2 separate regions of the Sus scrofa genome follow, and region 2 is linked to region 1. The links are chromatin contacts, called in public Hi-C maps. All regions are on one chromosome and are shown on one strand. Each heading gives the region's core, a stretch centred on a gene start, on an enhancer-like site or on the middle of the called end of the contact. The rest is flanking DNA. Distances are from core to core; before and after follow the strand shown.

Evidence for each region. Hi-C and Micro-C count contacts between places; a contact is called where the count stands out from the background.
Region 2: a Hi-C map of alveolar macrophages shows a contact between it and region 1, with 7 times the contacts expected there. The contact joins two enhancer-like sites. A contact is called at or near these places in 2 of 5 promoter capture datasets (fetal skeletal muscle and liver), 36 of 47 Hi-C or Micro-C datasets (adipocytes, adipose tissue, alveolar macrophages and 18 more) and 2 of 2 datasets of contacts at active chromatin or transcription factors (alveolar macrophages and skeletal muscle).

Annotation. Positions count from the first base shown.
Region 1 is chr17:876,270-881,720 of Sscrofa11.1, reverse strand. No RefSeq gene overlaps it. Among named protein-coding and RNA genes, the nearest start is that of LONRF1, 38 kb to the left of the region's middle. Within about 2 kb of position 2,455, at least 3 of the 83 cell types and tissues checked have an H3K27ac peak or open chromatin away from gene starts, as enhancers often do. A contact at or near this core is called in alveolar macrophages, where this site is marked.
Region 2 is chr17:983,574-989,024 of Sscrofa11.1, reverse strand. All of the region lies in intron 2 of LOC102168194 (a long non-coding RNA gene), which reads left to right. Among named protein-coding and RNA genes, the nearest start is that of LONRF1, 69 kb to the right of the region's middle. Within about 2 kb of position 1,999, at least 2 of the 83 cell types and tissues checked have an H3K27ac peak or open chromatin away from gene starts, as enhancers often do. A contact at or near this core is called in alveolar macrophages, where this site is marked.

The DNA.
Region 1 (5,451 bases), core at 1,206-3,705:
AAGATCTGGGAATCACAATAGTGTCCTCAGTCCTTGGCACCATAGACACGTTCAATGACATTTGTTGAGTCAAGGAATAAATCATAAAAATAAACTAAGCAGAGGAGTTAAATAGAAGAATGCAGACAAATAATGAAGGGTGAGGTGGAGGGTTGAGTTGGAGACCTTTCCTGAGCATAATGTAGAGAGCAGGAGAGGCAAAGCAGGAGGAAAGATGGAGACATGGAGGAGAGATTCAAAGTTTTAACATCCATTGATAGAAGTTTCTTAAGAGTAGAGAAGAAACAATACAAATATTAGCTTGAGTAATGAAATAACATGCGCTTTCTTAGGGACCTAGTTCATCCATTTAAAGAGAACAGTAAGGCCAACTTAGATGACTGAGAACAAAGCAATAATTCAATTGTCTGGCTCATTGATCCACAGGGAAATGGCTAGCTCAATGAGATGTATTTTCTTTCTAAGCCAATGTTTAAATGCCAACATTTTGAAAATGTTAAACATTTTTTATAGATAAGATATTTATGACCTGGTTTACTAAGTGAGCTCTCTTATAGACCTGCCTCCAAATAGCTTTTGGCTGTTCACCAAAATTTAAATGTAAGATTTTTGTTGTTTTTGGTCATAGCAGGATATGGAAAAGCATATAGGCTTCATTTCAAAAGGTGGTAAACATTCACATTTAATCCTCAAAGTCCTGTGAAATAGGTATTGTCCTTGTAAGGATGAGGAAAAGGAAACACTAAGTAGTTATGTGATTTATCAAAGGATTACACAGCTAATATGTGGTGGGACTGACTGAACCCAGGCAATATGTCTAAACTTTTCTGCCACATCAAGACATAAAGCATCTAAGAAGGTTGATGTGTGAAGGGTCTGAAGTGATCGACGGGACTCTCTAACTTAGCAGACTTGGCACTTGGGGGAAGGGTATATATTACCACCATGGAATTAGAACTTGTTTTTAAGCACCTCACCAAGATGGTGATACGGCCAAAGCAGGCTCAGCCCTACATTTCTGGGAGTGGTATAAATTGCTAACAATCTTTTTAGAAAGTAATATTGCAGGATACGTATCAAAGATGTTCATAATCTTCAACTCAGTCTCACTGTTGGGTCTTATCTCTCCTTGTTTCAATTAGCAGAGACCCAAATTAAAAAACCCAGAACAGAACAATGGTATATAGCATTGAAATTGGGAAAATCTCATATGCTCCATGCTTAGAATATCTTCTATATTCTTTGGAATGCCTTTGTTGCTGAGTACTCAATCTCTGATCCCCAAATTTTAATCCACTTTCATTAATTGTCAGTGTCACTGAAATTAGTCAAGACTGTCTAGAGACCTTTCCTTTCAAGTAAAGTAAAGGAGGAAGGGGTGTGTGTGATTCCTGAAGTAAATTTTACTATCACCAACAAATTGAATATGAAGGTAAAGAAGTAACAATATTGCAACATACAGAACAAATCACTGTTGAAGAGCCTAGCAGGCTGGAAGGGTAGGGACAACAAAGAAAACAAAATGGGAAGGTAAAAGTTATAAGAACTTATGCAAGCCAGAGTGGAAGAAAAACATATCTCCAGTTCCAAGAATATTTCCACATCGGTGGAGTTAGAACAGACTTATGAATTACCTCTTGTACTCAAACGGTCAAGCCCAAGATGGTGGTTAAGCAGCAAGTGAAAACAGGCATGCAAAACCAGGTCTCTAGGTCTGCACTATTGGCCTTTAATTGAGCTTCTCTTAAGTACCAGACCCCCTACCATATATATATACACACACACACACACATATATAGATATCTATATAGATATAGATATCTAAATATATGTAGATAGATAGATGTGTGTGTATATAGATAGCTATATATATGCATATATATAAATATATGTATATAGATATGTTGTATGTATATATGTAGTTACATATAGATGTTGCTACTGAAAGTTAATGCAATCCTGGTTTTTTGTTAAGTGATCTAGATTTATACCCGGGTGCCCCAATTTTTTAAAAATAACTTCCCTGTTCTTAGTATGAAAAAAAGTGGTTGAATTTATTCAGTTTCAGACTTGGTATTACACTGTAAATGTATTAAACTATGCCATAAATGCACATATATATATATACACATATATATACACACACACACAAACATATCTCCATATATACATTTATTTTCCCCTTCTTTACAATTAATGTATGTTAGCCCACTTGATATTCTTTCATAGCTCTTTGATGCTCTAGTGTTTTTCCCTTTCCACTTTATGTTGTAGTTTAGATAATTTTTATTGATCTCTCTTGAAGTTTGGGCATTTGTTTGTGTTTAAAGTTTCACTAAGCTATTCCAAAATATTGCTGCCTCCTCATCCATTTGTGTGGCTAAGTGGCTTTGCTGTGACCTTGAACTGACATTAGTCCCACCCACAAGTGCATGCTTTCCGTGACAGCCTTGGAGTCACAAGTTCCTGGTATGACTTGCCCAACATCCCTGGTGATAAACAGTCTTTCCAGATGCCTAGCTTTTTCCATTCGTGTGTCCTTTAAGTAAGAGTCCCTGGGAGCTTACTTAAACCCTGCTCTTTATGATTTGATCCAGCCTTAGCCTGAGCCCGGCAAAGCATTGCACCTGTGGACCTTAATAAAGGCATGTGCCCCAGGTCCTGCTACTTGCACGCCACCTGCATCCTGCTTAACATCACTGTGTGGCCCCTCGAGGCTGCTGTGGACCTCCCCTGGGATCTGTGAGTGATAACCTTCTCTAGCTCACTTTCCCTTTCGATCTTTGTTGAGCTGTGGCTCATCATTTTGACTCGGTACCCAAGGCTCTACTTAGCAAATGTTAATTTAACAAAATCACAACAGTTTGCCTGAGGTTTTTTCTTTGTGTTTGTGTTTTATACTCAGCTTAATTCTTCTCCTGCTACCTGTACTCATAGCAGTTTTTAATTTTTCAGTGCTTACTTGCCTGGTAAATAAGGGGGTTTCTCTCATCTTGCTCCCCTCCCCTCAGTTGGAGACACTCTACTCCAGCATGAACTCTGAAGATGGCTCTGCTGGTTTATTATATAGAGAATAGATTGCCTAAAGCAATCCAGTTTGTGGTGCTTTGCTACTGCAATCTCAGGACATTAATATCACATTCAATTTAGACTGATAAAGAATATGATGCAAAGCCATATGGAAGTGGGTCTGAAACTGGTTGAAAACTTCCTTTTTTCAGATGTAATTGATTCTGGTAGCTGGAGTTGGAATACTTGTAGGTTGAGATAAAATTGCCAAAAAATGAAGAAAGGAAAGGACTTAAGGAAAAATCAACAGATGAGACTCAAAATAAATATGCCTTTGACTCCAGAAACATCTATTCCCAAGTCCATTCAGACTTGTAAATATGAGACAAATAGACATCATCCTCTCATCCCATGGCAACATATCTGAATGATCCTAGCATATACAAGAATATATACTATATATACACACACACATACTAGGTGTTCAATAAATACCTCTAGAATGACTGCCTATCGGGATATAAATATAAACAAATGATTTTGTTACTACTAAGTTGGTTTGATTTTCAAAATCGAAAGATCATTGGGGTCTATGGGGAAACAAATTTCATAAGTCAACCCGAGTTACTTTTATTCTTAATTTTACAAATTATTATGCTATTTCTGCACCATCTTGTTGATAATATATAAGGGTTAAGAATGTCAAATGGTTAGAAAATCTACTCTTATAGCAACTTCCTTTGGAAAGCCAGAAGACAGAAAAGATGCTGGCCTAGTGTCATCTTCCCTGAGCTAGGGTTCAGGCTTCTTTTATACCAAAAGAGGAGGGGCTAAAGTCCTGGTTTCCCCAGACTCCAGAGGAGGTGTGTTCATTTCTTCCTTCCTGCAACCCTTCACAAGTGGGTCTGGTCAGGATGTTTCCTATGAAAAAGAGCCTACTCTTTGCCAGGCGCTCTCCTAACGACAAAGGTCTTTGTCAAATAAACAAGGTCTCCACCCTCAATAAGCTTCAAACGCTAGAGCAGGGGAGAGAGACTACATTAAATAGCCAGACCAGCGGCCCTGGTGCAGGTCAAAGGGGAATGGCCTGGCACATATTCGTTCCATCACAACCAACTCTGCAGGGCAGATACTCCACGGTGTGAGCATATAGGAGCTATCTTTTCTGGAAACTTGGGCTTCCTTTGAAGGAAGGAGGAAGATTGGCTGGCGCTCCTTGTTACCCCTCCGGTCCCTGCGGCCAGAACAGGCTCGCCCAGGGCTCTCTGAAGGTGGCGCCCACCAAGGCCCTTGTGTCCGCGGGTGAGGGCACGCTGTCTGGGCGGAGCTGGGGTGCCCAGCCGGGAGCGCGGAGTGGAGCCGGACTGAGCTGCTGGGGCAGTGGGGCCTCCGCAGAGAGGCCTCTTCGGGGAAGCCGCCTGGGGCTAGAGGAGGTTGAGGCTAAGGGCGGGCGCTCCCCCGCGGCCAGGCGGGGTCAGTAGTCCAGGGTACACGTCTGGCCTTGCCAGAAGTCCTGGACCGGGTAGAGGCTGGTTCTCCGCACCATCTCCCGGCTGAAGCTGGGAAGGCTACTGAAGCCAGCGCTCTTCACCTTCTGTTTCCAAGTGAAAGTTGCCATTGGGTCGGTTGTCCTGCTCTTCCATCCAAACCGTGAGAGCTACGTGCTACCAGGACCCACAGGCCATCGGCTGCGCCGCCTTAGCCTCTTTCTCCCAAGTCAACGTTGCCCGGGAAGGGCAGGACCAGTCTTCAAGGTTGGACTCCGTGGCTCCCACCCCCAGCCAGTGTCGGAGTAGTAGATGGACTGTGTTTCCCGTGGGTCAGGTGGTGATGGTGCCAAGGCCGGGCCACTTCGCCTCTGTTGCTGCACCAGACAGGCCTCGAGGCCCTTGCACGGCATTCCCAAAGGACTTCCAGGGCCTCCACAGCAGCAGCCAGGACAACACAATGGGGACATCACGCAGATAGAGGACGAAGTAAATTCAAAAACCCTAAGGGGAGAATGAGATTGGTGTGTGCTGGTATTGCAAGGAGGTGGATGAGGCCAGGGTTTAGGGATTAAAGAGAATAGAAGAGGAAAAGAACAAAAATTTAGGCAGGGACCAGATTATATACTCTTTTATGGACCATAGGAAGGAATTTGGATTTTCTTTTAGTTGGTTTGGAAAGCTGTTGGAGAATATGCAGGGAGGCATGTGCTCCCAGTGGCTCACTGCTGGGTGGGGGACAAGAGACAGTACAGTTTTCACAGTTACATCTTTGGTATTAGAAGTATTTATTAGCTTCTACCATGCGCCCAGCATGTTGCAGTTATTAGGAATACTTGTATCAACACCTTATAAACTTACAGTTTGGTGGGAAAAACAGATTAAGTCCAAAAATGTGTTACGTGCATGATCAATGTTTCAAGATAGGTCTGCTAGCTGGGGAGTGGATGGATGG
Region 2 (5,451 bases), core at 750-3,249, 110 kb before region 1:
TTTACAGTGTTGTTTTAGTTTCAGGTGTACATACAGCAGGGTGATTCACTTATACATGTATATATCCATTCTTTTTCAGATTTTTACAAGATATTGAATGTAGTTCCCTGTGCTATATGATAGGTCCTTATTGTATATCTATTTTGTAGGTAGTAGTTTGTATATATTAATCCCCAAATCCTAATTTGGTTTTCCCCATCTTTCCTTTTAGTTACTATAAGATTGTTTTCTATGTCTGTGAATCTGTTTCTGTTTTATAAGTAAATTCATTCGTATCATTTTTTTAGATTCCACATACAAGTGCTGTCATGTGATATTTGTCTTCCTGTCTGACTTCCTTCACTTAGTCTGATAATCTTGAGGTCCTTTCATGTTGCTGCAAATGGCAATATTTCATTTTGGTTTTATGGCTGAGTAATATTCCATTGCGTGTGTTTACATAACACATCTTCTTTATCCATTCATCTGTCAGTAGACACTTAGGTTGCTTCTGTGTCTTAGCTATTATAAATAGTACTGCTATGAACATTTGTGTGCATGTATCTTTTCAAATTAGAGTTTTTGCCTTTCCATATATATGCCCAGGTAGGATTGCTGGATCATATGGTAACTCTATTTTTAGTGTTTTAAGGAACCTCCATACTATTCTCCATAGTGGCTGCACCAATTTACATTTCCTTCAACAGTGTGGGAGGGTTCCCTTTTCTTGGTGGGGGGGCTTTCTGAGTGTGTCTCAATGGCGTAAGCGTGAGTGATGAGTGTTAGTTTCCTGCCTCCTTCCCCCAGATCCCGGATCCTGGATTGAGTCTCAAGCACACACCTCCTAGCCATCCACTTGTATGCTGATCCTCTTTCTGTCCTCTTCATCTGACTTATGAAATTCCTCCTGTCTTCATCCCTTAAAACATCACTTCCACATATGCATTGTAGCCATGAACTTTTCTGAAAGTTAGAAAAATAAAGGGCACTAAGTGCAAAACAGAATAGAAAACAACCTAAGATTAAATATTTTACATCTAACCCTTTCTCTTCCCTCCAAAACCCTCTTCCATTTATCCCTCCTTCTCTCCAAATTTCAGGCTCCTTGACCTTATGCTGTCTGTCTTTCCTGGACTGAATGTAGATATCTGGTTTTAAATACTTTACTCAGAAGAGAAAATCAGCTTTTTTGAATTCAGTCCTTTTCCATTATCTAGACTTGCGGGGCAAAGGGTGAGAAATGTAGGTTTGCCTTTCAGATCCATAGACACATCAAGATATTTTCTAAACAAAAGAGTAAGTCTCTCTTTAAGAAATATTCTTCTGCCTTGACCAATGACTTGAATGGAAGTCATCTTTTAAAATGTCATTCCTGCTCTGCCTCACTTCACATGCATCTAAATGCATTTACAACTTCCCACTTTACAAATGAAGAAACTGAAACTTAAGGAGATTAAGGTACCTCTTCTACCTAGTTTGTAAGTGACAAAGCTGAAATCTAGCCGTGTATCTACTGATTCTAAAGCCTTATCCTCTTGAGTACCCCATTTATACACTTCTGGTTCAGAAAGCATGGGCTACACATATTCAAGAAATGTAAGATACTGGCAGAAAGCAGATGAAGGGATATTCCAGTTGGAAGGAGAGATATATTAGTGAGAATTAGTCCGGACATGATGGTATAAAGATTCAAACCAAGGAGTGGCAGTGGGTAAAGAGTTTTGACCATTTGATGGGGACAAAGAAAGAATTTTAAAAAGGCTTAACATTTTCTTGTCTGAGTAACAGACATTATTTATTTATTCAACTAATGGGTATTGATGTGTCAGTCATGGTGTATGTCAGTATTGCACCAGGTGTCGAATTACAGTAGCAGGAATAGGAAAGTCAGGGATGAGGAGATGAGGCATCTACAGTGAGACATGAGGAGGATGCTGTGCGGACACACATCCTGGTAGGATGTCCAGCAGGCAGTGGGAAATACCAAACTCCCTTTGGTCTGAAAGATCTAGGCCCTCAGAGAACACCAGGTGGCAGCACTGACGTGGAGTTCAGCTGAAGCAGGACCAACTAACATCTATGAAGTCTTGTGTTTTGCATCTGAAACAGATTTAAACAATGCATCTTTTTTCTTAGGAGAGTGCTTTTAAGATATCCACAAATAAAGTTAACTTATTCAATGCCTTTTTAAACATTGATGAACAACTTTTCCATTTGGGAAGCTGGGAGTTGTTTTAGTAGAAGGATATGTGTTTTAATATCATTTAGCTTTTACATAGTATAATTTACCAAAAAATCCAGGGGAAATGTGCACATGATTAGGGAAATATTCTTCCAGCTGGATCAATATTCTCAATGTTATTAAATTGTCCGTTACCATGTTCACAGTTTATAAGCTAACAGTCACCCTATTAGCTATTGGCAGGGATTAAAATACTGTGAGAACCTTCAGGTTACAATATTGCTAAATGAGGTGGATGTTTTGTTACATAATTAGCACATTATACTCTGTTTCTAGATTTAGCATAATTCTTCTACCCATGCTTTCTACCCACCCCACCTTCCCTGAAATGAATACCTCCTTTGGTCTCAGGTTGTTTTATCTTTTCTTACAATTAGTTGTCTTATCTTTTCACTTCATGTCTCCTTACAACACAGCAGTGCACTATTATTGGGAAACGAACCAGTATGAGAGCTCAACACAGAGCCAGCACGAGGAAGACTGGCTCAGAGCAGAAATAGTACCCTCATTCCTCCAAGTACAGGGGTTTAGAGATGCTTTAGAAAGATGCAGTTGGTAATTAACACCAGGCTCACACTGTGGCTGTGATGGTTTGTGAGTCCCTGATTTGTATCTTGCCATATAGAGTTATTCTTAGTTCTTTAGTGGGTGCTAAATAGTTCATTCCAACTGTGAATTTAGTTCTTTTCAATGAATCCATTTTTGGTCCTTCTGCAGTTCTAAATTACTGAAACTCCTCAGGGATTGATCCAGCAAATTTTTAAAAAATTAGAAGCTTCTGTTGTGAACAATCTACCTATCAAAACAAGTGTCTGCTGCTGGGATCTGGTGGAACTCAAGAAGGTAGAAAAAGAGCTATAACAACTGGGAAAACCTGGTAGAGAAAAGGGGAGGAGGTACTGAAACATAATCCAGAGAAAAACATCATACCCGTATAGAGAGATATTCTGTAGAACAACTCTCAATATCACGAGAGACAAAGAAAATCTGGGAGTTCCCGTCGTGGTGCAGTGGTTAACGAATCCAACTAAGAACCATGAGGTTGCGGGTTCGGTCCCTGCCCTTGCTCAGTGGGTTAACGATCCGGCTCCGGCGTTGCCGTGAGCTATGGTGTAGGTTGCAGACGCGGCTCGGATCCTGCGTGCTCTGGCGTAGGCCAGAGGCTACAGCTCCGATTCGACCCCTAGCCTGGGAACCTCCATATGCCACGGGAGCAGCCCAAAAAATAGCAAAAAAGACAAAAAAAAAAAAAGAAAGAAAATCTGAAAAATGGTTCCCAATTAAAGGGATATGACAAGTAGATATGATCTTTTAACCTGGACTGAATCCGTCACTAGGAAATAAAGGAAATTTTTGGAATAGATGACCAAATTAAAAAAATAAATAAAATATATGTGACCATTCTGGAAAAAAAAATATGGGCTCTATATATTGTGCCAAAGCTCTATGTCCCGAATTTGATCACTATACTGTGATAATGTAAAAGAATATCCTTGTTCTTAGGAGATAGAGGCAGAAGGCTTTAAGGGGAAAGGGGCATGATGAATGCAACTTATTATAAGAAGGTTTGGGAAAAAAATAGAAAGGAATGAAAAACCAAATATAAAATGTTAACAAATATTGAATCTGGGTGAAGTTTATTCTAAAACTTTTCCAGACATTGCAATTATTTAAAATTTTATAGTAATAATGATAACAGTAATAATAATTCAGAGAAACTGGACCTTCACACCAGCTATATATTTTTTTGCTTCAAACCCGACTAGACACCTCTGTCTCATCACCTATGGTAGCAACAGAAATAAAAATGCCAGGGTTTAAGGTAAATATAAAAAAAGTTTTAACTTGTTTACATATCTACTTATTTCCTCATATGTTATTCAAAGATTTTTTTTTTCCCCACATGAATGGTGTCAGTAGACACAAAACCCTTGTTTTCCGAATCCTTGAGAGTGAGTCCCAGCCTTACAGCCCATCATGACAGAACACTTAGGCTTGCATTTCCTGCAAACAGGGACATCCTCCTATAGAACCAAAGACAACCACCAAAATCAGGAGATTGGCCTCAGTACATAACTGCCCCTCAGACGCCCATCTCGCTAATTGTCCCAGTAGTGTCCTTTATAGCCAATGGATCCCTTTCAGAACCACACAGTGGTCTCTTCATTCTCCTTCACTCTGGAACTAATTCTCAGACTTCCTTGATGGTCTTGACCTTGGCACTTTTGAAGAGGATAAGTTACCTTGTAAAATGCCCCTCATTTGAGGACTGTATGTTGCTTCCTCATGATTAGGTTCAAGTTCTGCGTCTTTGGCGAGAACATCTCAGATGTGATGCTGTGGTCTCTATGTGACAGCACTTGGTCAGTGGTACATCGTTTCAGGTTGTCCCATTAATGGTGACACTCACTTTGGTCACTTGACTGAGGTGTTATCTGCCAGACCTCCACAATGCAAAGTGACTCTTTTTCTCTTTGTAATTAATAAGTATTTTGTGCAAAGATACTTTGAGAATAAATGTTTCATTCTTCATGAAATTTACTTATTCATTTATTTATAGCAATACAACTCAGAGTTTTTTATTTTACAGGTTAATTATTTATTTTGAAGCACAAATTGTCCAAGACGTGGACGGTGGGAGCCCTATCAAGCTGACCCTGTGACCTTTTGACATGTTGCCACCATTCTTTGAGCACTTTCTTAGTTTTGGACACACACAAAAAAAATCTGTCTCATCTTGAACTTTCCCTGCCCCGGCCTTGTCCAGTTCTCCAAGGAGTCTGGTTCCTTTTTGTGGAGAGTGATGCTGAGAAAACCACATCTGAGTACTGGGTGTTTAGCTCACTGTTATCGGGGCATCACTTCACCCCAATCCTATCAGTGAACAGCCAGGCATTATATGGCTGTCTCTGTGTCTATTTAAATCTGCTTGTATTTCTTTCTTTTCCTTTTCTTTTCTTTCTTTTTTTTTTTTTTTTTTTTTTTTTTTTTTTTTTTTTTTTGCTTTTTGGGGTTTCATATGCAGCATGCAGAAGTTCCCAGGTTAGGGGTCAAATTGGAGCTACCAGCTGCTGGCCTACACCACAGCCACAGCAGCTCAGATTCTGACTTTCGTCTGCAAACTACACCACAGCTCACAGCAACACTGGATCCTTCACCCACTGAGCAGGGCCAGGGATTGAACCCTCATCCTCATGGATATTAGTTGGGTTCACAACTGCTGAGCCACA